Regions from separate parts of the Danio rerio genome. Here region 2 is linked to region 1. Evidence: chromatin contacts called from public Micro-C data. All regions are on one chromosome and are shown on one strand. The core of a region is the stretch at or near the end of the contact, and the rest is flanking DNA. Distances in the headings are between cores, read along the strand shown.

The links. A called contact is a pair of places that touch in the nucleus more often than the background predicts.
Region 2: a Micro-C map of caudal fin shows a contact between it and region 1, with 3 times the contacts expected there. The contact joins the promoter of pkn2b here to the promoter of lrrc8db in region 1. A contact is called at or near these places in 3 of 18 Hi-C or Micro-C datasets (caudal fin, hematopoietic stem cells and an unstated tissue) and 1 of 4 datasets of contacts at active chromatin or transcription factors (embryo).

What each region holds. Positions count from the first base shown.
Region 1 is chr6:27,659,517-27,662,836 of GRCz12tu, reverse strand. lrrc8db (leucine rich repeat containing 8 VRAC subunit Db) reads left to right here and starts at 1,559. Exons shown (of 2, transcript NM_001077380.1): 1 at 1,559-1,640.
Region 2 is chr6:27,861,595-27,864,897 of GRCz12tu, reverse strand. pkn2b (protein kinase N2b) reads left to right here and starts at 1,695. Exons shown (of 22, transcript NM_001290179.1): 1 at 1,695-2,091. The coding sequence starts at 2,071. It also overlaps a transcript of kyat3.2 not described here.

The DNA of each region.
Region 1 (3,320 bases), core at 310-2,809:
TTACACTGAAATATAACAGTCTTCTTATTATTAACTCACACTCAAGTGGTTCTAAACTTGAATTTGTTTTGTTGAACACAAAACTAAGTGAAGTTTTATAAACTAATTTTTAAGAGGAGCATATGATTGATTGCAGCTGGTCTCTCATCTGTAATCATTAGTGAGCCAATTGGAATATTCCAAACTCACTATAAATAGCCTGCACTGTAAAAAATGCATGGTTCCACAAAATTCATTCCTGTTGTCCCAATACAAATCGTTTAAGTTAACTTAACACTTTTAACAAATGTATGTGGATTGAACACAAAAAGTTGTCCCAGTGAAATCTCAAGAATTGTTGTTTCAGCTAATTTTAATTAAGTAGTTTGAAGAAGTAAAAATAAATATTATTATAAGTCTGTCTAGCATTACCTTCATTTTTTTTTATTTTTTGAGGAGTGCTCTCATCCACCTCCTTTCGTCCTCAGCAGGGGAGGCTCTCAAGAACTACCTGATCTCGTACCCCCTTATGCTCATTTATGCTTCATTGTCTTTGAGCTCAGGGTTCTCTCCTAGGACAGCATACCAAACCTGCTTTTATTATCAAGCAATATCTAAATGTGAACAATTACAATATTGTGAAGAATAATAGGGTAAAAACAGCCATGAACATCCTAGGAACAGACCGTGGAAGTCAATGGCTGGTTATTTATTATCTTTTTATAAGATTCTTTAGTTCATCTTTTGTGTTCAGAAGAAAAACAAACTCAAACTGGTTTGGAACAAGAGGATGATGAGTAAATGATGACAAAAATATTTTTGGGGAGTTAACTATCCCTTTAGGGTCACAAACACAATTATATAACCTTATTTTTATACCGTTAAAAGGTAAATATTTCAACTTGACATGAAAAACTAGCTCAATTAACAAAACATATTAAAAAAAATGACAATTGTTTTTTTTTTTTGTTTTTTTTTTTTACAAAAATTGTTTTTTCCAATTAAAAAATGATATTTAATTTTTTAAGTTTTATTTATTATAATTATTATTAATAGTAGTAATAGTAAAATAATAAGTAATATTGTTATAATATGTTATTATTATTTTTTGCTGTTATTATTATCAATAAAACTATTGTATTATTGTTTTCACAATTTATTTTACAATGTACTAAAAGAACAAGTAAATCCTTAAAAACTGGCTTGAGAGCAGAATGTATCTAACATGGAAAATGTGTTAAAATAGGGAAACTAAAATATTAGGGATTTCACAAAAATCTCTGTCTATATTTTATACAACTTCTAGAAAAGGGATTGAAGCATAACCCTATGGCAAAATTAGGATGACCTCCAGTTAAAAAGGGCGAGCTCAATAGAATTGAGCATTTTCTTATGATTTAGACACAATTCTTAGAACACGTCTTCAACCGTTGAACAGTTCAACTGTAACAAACGAGCTTTGGTTGCTTAGTAACTTAAAGAACACCGGTCAGGTGTTTCGCGCGTAAATCCTCCTGTAAACTTAAGCTCCGCCCACATACACTTCCTCTATTTGACAGCAGATTTCTGTTTATATTACACACATTTCTCTCACTCGTCATTTCGCACGCATGGATGTCGGTGATGCTTTGAGGTTTTTAAAATGACAGCTCTGTTTTGAGGTATGTATTAGCTTGCAAGTGTGTGTTTGTGGGGTGTAAAGGTGGCGGAAATGCAGTGTACAGAACTGGTGTAGACTGGTTGACTCCGCTGCTGTGTGCGCGCGGCACTGAATGTACCATAATAATGAGATGAGCGGGGACCCTTACATGTGCATAAAGCCCTCTCGGGTAAATGATTAGTAAGTTGTCCTTTTGTACCGACACTTTTCCGCTTTAACACAACAGACCTCCAATGGTTTCCTGCCCGAGCGGCGTTAATCTCCACAGAACCACGAAGACATGATAAAACACCGGACTGCGTTCACGGGGAATATTCCGGTCCGCTCCTGTAAATCGCGTTCTGCTCGCAGTTTACGCGATATCGGAAAGTAAACCTTTGTCGTTTATATATCGTGACCCGGTATAGAAAGACAATGGCGTAAATGCGATCAAAATGACGTCTCCCACGCGAGTGGACCGCATATTTGTCCATATTACTGCAAGGACAAGTGGATGAAATGTGTTTCTCAGGAATTAAATTGGTGCATGGATGACGTTTGATGACGTTGATTTGAGACAGTAAGTAAACACGTTATGCACACAATTATTAAATAAACTGAATTTCGTTTTAACATTATTTTAATAAAGATCTTCAGAGTAGCTTAGACTAGAGCAAGGTGTTTGGACACTTTAGAGAAGACTGGAGACACTGTATTGACTGTACAAACAGTTAACTTACACAAGCTAATTTATAATAAATTATATTATTTTTTAGGTCTCTTGTAAGAAGTTACATACGTTTAATTTTACATAATAAACCTTACATAATTTGCCTCATTATTTACACAATTTTTGGCAAACGTTTATACAATTATTACAATTGAACAGTGTTCATTAAAAGTGTTCCATTTACCACTTGTTGTTCATAATTTTGAAACACATTTGCTGATAACAGGTTGAGCATTTTTGCTGACCTTGATATTCTTGATTCTGATCTCTTACACTTGACCTGGCAGACATGGACAGATGTTCAATTCCTAAGTCTACATTTACACACGCTATGATATAACAATAATGCTTTACTTTAACACACTGACCTACAGCAGGCTGAGCGTACAGTATGCAGACACACAAATGGTTGCCCAACACTGAAATCTGCTGGCTAACAAGAAGAGACAGGATTGGTTAGTAGAATTGCCATTTAAAAATTCTGTTGGAGACAACAAATGAGAACAACAGCTGCAGCTGTGACCTAGTTATGGGGTAAGAGCTTAGACTGAGGTTAAGTTAGGCTAGCCATGATTGCAATTGTGAATTTTTTTTTTTTTTTTTTTTTTTTTTTTGATTTAGGGTTGCGTTGCCCAGGTGAGGCGAAAATTAAGGCTTTTCATCATAACACTATACTCAGTCAGGCATAACAATAAATAAATAAAAATAACACTAAAATACTATGAACGACCACAATTAGTTATGCACTCAGATTTATTACTCTGGATCCCAGCTATTTTTTCATGCAAGTTATCTATATTTATAAAATATACTCAATTAAGGAACTGTAAAGACTAAATATTTTAAGACAAACAATCAGAAATTCACATACAGTTGAAGTATTAGCCCTCCTGTTTATTTTTCCCCAGTTTCTGTTTAATGGAGAGAACATTTTTTTCAACACATTTCTAAGCATAATAGTTTTAATAACTC
Region 2 (3,303 bases), core at 446-2,945, 200 kb before region 1:
GATTATTATTATTATTTAAATGAATAATATAAATATAATTAATAATTATAATAATTAATGAAGCATTATTATATTATATTAACTGTAATATATTATTAAAGTTAATATTATAATTATAATTAAAATAATTATAATAATTAATGAAGCATTACTATATTACATTATATTAATTGCAATATTATTATTAATATTATTATTTAAATTAATATTAAAATAATAATTAATCATTATAATAATTAATGAAGCATTATTATATTATATCAAATTATATTAATTATATTAATTATATTATATTATATTATATTATATTATATTATATTATATTATATTATATTATATTATATTATATTATCATGCTCTCATTCTCATACTCATTCATTAAGTTTCTTTTTGGCTTAGTCTCATTATTAATCTGGTGTCGCCACAGCGGAATGAACCGCCAACTTATACAGCATATGTTTTACGCAGCAGATGCCCTTCCAGCTGCAACCCATCACTAGGAAACATCCATACACACTCATTCACACACATACACTATGGACAATTTACTCCATCCAATTCACCTATTGCGCATGTCTTGTGGGGGAAAGTGGAGCACCCAGAGAAAACCCACGTGCACACAGGGAGAACATGCAAACTCCACACAAAAACACCAACTGACCCAGCTAGGTCTAGAGTCAGCGCCCTTCTTGCTGTGAGGCGAACGTGCTACCCACTGCATCACCGTGCAGCCTGAAAAAATATTAACTATATATTATTGTTATTCATTCATCTTCTTGTCGGCTTAGTCCCTTTATTAATCCAGGGTCGCCACAGCAGAATGAACAGCAATACCTACTGCGCCACTATTATTATTATTATTGTATTTATTTGTTTATTTTATTTATTTGGCAACCTATTTTGGTTTCCATGTGAAATTAAAATGTCAAAAACAAATTTTATACATGAAGAAATTTTAAATACATATGTAACTAATTTAAAGTTTTAAAAAAACCTGGAACTAAAATGTCAAAATTGCATGCAATAACATGAACCGTCATTTTAATGCAAAATATTCATATAAAAATAAATAGCATTCTTATTCTGACCTCTACATATTAAAATATTTAGAAGCGTACAAATTAAGTTATTATAATTTAAAAAGTAAATAATAATAATAATAATAATAATAATAATAATAAATTGAATTAAAATATGACAAAATTTACAATCAATAAAAGTAAAACATTAAACACTATTTGTGGGCTGCACTGTGACTGTTAAATAGAGTCTTTTAATTTAACTTTTTTTTTTTTTTTTTAGTTTTTTAAAGCCTGATAAAAATGTACAAATATTTAAATAAAAATAAATAAATAAAATAATAATTTATGGGTCTTCTCTAAATCACGTTTTTACATTTCATCTTTGACACAAATCTTGGTTAACTAAACACCCATTCATTCTGACAGGTTGAAGCTTACAAGGAAAAAAGAAAAAAAAAACTGAGCCCCACCTCAGTACTGTGAAAAAAATAATCAACAAATGTGTAATTACCGTTTGATGTGTTTTTATAATTATCCAGCGTTACGCGGTGATGTAATCTGATACAACGCTCTAGTAAATATACAAGAATGATTTAAACTCTATATTTGGCAGTGAACATGGACACTCATGGGAAAATGCTTGCATAGAGTTTCTGATCACATGACTGGAAGTGTAGGATTTGACTCCAGCTGGGAGAGCAGAGGAGAGGAGCGTGTTCAACAATACACGCATTCAAAACAGCCGCATTTCCACGTCCCTCTGCGTGGATCTGTCACGGAAAACCATCGCACTGATTTCTTGAAACTTTTCGAGCTTTTACACAACTGCGTTCCTATATATCAAACAAGGATATTTCGGCAGCGTCATGGGAATTGGAAAGTTTACCGGCTGCGCTGTGGAATAGCAGTAGTCGTGGATCCGATGTGTTTTCTTCAGTCTCAGGAAGATATACGTGCTAACTTGGAGAGGAGCGGAGAGGTTTAACTTCTTACTGACATTCCTCCTTTTTGCTCCCTTGAGTTTGATTCAAAGTTATTAAGAGGCAAGATGGCGGCCGATTCCGTGCAGGTGAGACTTGTTTTATCTAATGTTTACTAACCGCGCGCTTCGACACCATCAACACACTTTAATCGCGACTTCTATGTTTTCGTCTGGACACCACTTTAAAATGTCAACATTTGACTTAAGGATTGGCGTAGTGACTTTTAACTGTGTCTGAAAGGGTTAAATGTGGCCTAGAAATATTGACACAGAAACCAACTGTTGCTTCAATCCCAGTCCATAGCTAAACTATTAAGTTATACATGAAACGTGATCGAATTTATACGAAGAAAGGCAGTCGTGCAATGTTTGTGCTTGTTCGCATAGCTCTTGTAACTGGTGCAGTCATGATGTTACTTTGTTTCCTCAACTGCATATTTACTGTATTTAATGCTATGCGGATCGTTTGAAAGCTTAAAGTGCTTTCCTTCGTGCAAACTTGAACTAATAAAATCAATTTGTTCACTCATAATTGTAGAAATTAAACATTAAACGAATATATATATTTGGCTAAACACGAAATACATGTAGCAGAACCTCTCTTTTGCGTGTGTGGTGAGGGGAAAATCTGGAGTAAAATCTATTATTAGTAACATATCCTGAACGATTCCACCCTGGCAACTCCCTGAAACACTTGTATGAAGCAATGTCAGTATTTGTTTGCCTGCTTTTCCTTTCGTGTAAAATGACGATGAACTTGACGTAATTTACAAATGACTAACTTTACGCGTCAAAAAGCCAGCACTGAACAATGTGTAGCTAATTTTTATTTATTTATTTATTTATTTATTTATTTATTTATTTATTTATTTATTTATTTATTTATTTTTTGGTTTCTTGGGAATGAACCATCAGGAGAAACAATGTTTTTGCAAATTGAAGGTCAGACATGTAAATGGATATTTTGTCTTATGTAAGGGTTTTACTACAGCTTTTGCCTAATTTGATGGTTTTCACAAAATTGGTCATGTGACTAATGCTGGGGTCTGATTTGGATCTGTTTAGGGATTAAACTTTCTTTTGGTGCTTTAAATCATTGTGTGTTTAATGCTTTACGTGTATTGATTAAGGATGATTTTACGCTTGATTACATTTATCTCTGGTGCGATTTCTCTTAGTGTCATTTAGTTGACAAGTGTGGACCCTTAATATGAACTAGTGGACCAAGACAACCGAAAAGATGGGCATCTGGTGCAGTTAGACTACAATGTAAACACAAGAACGCAGACAAGAGACACT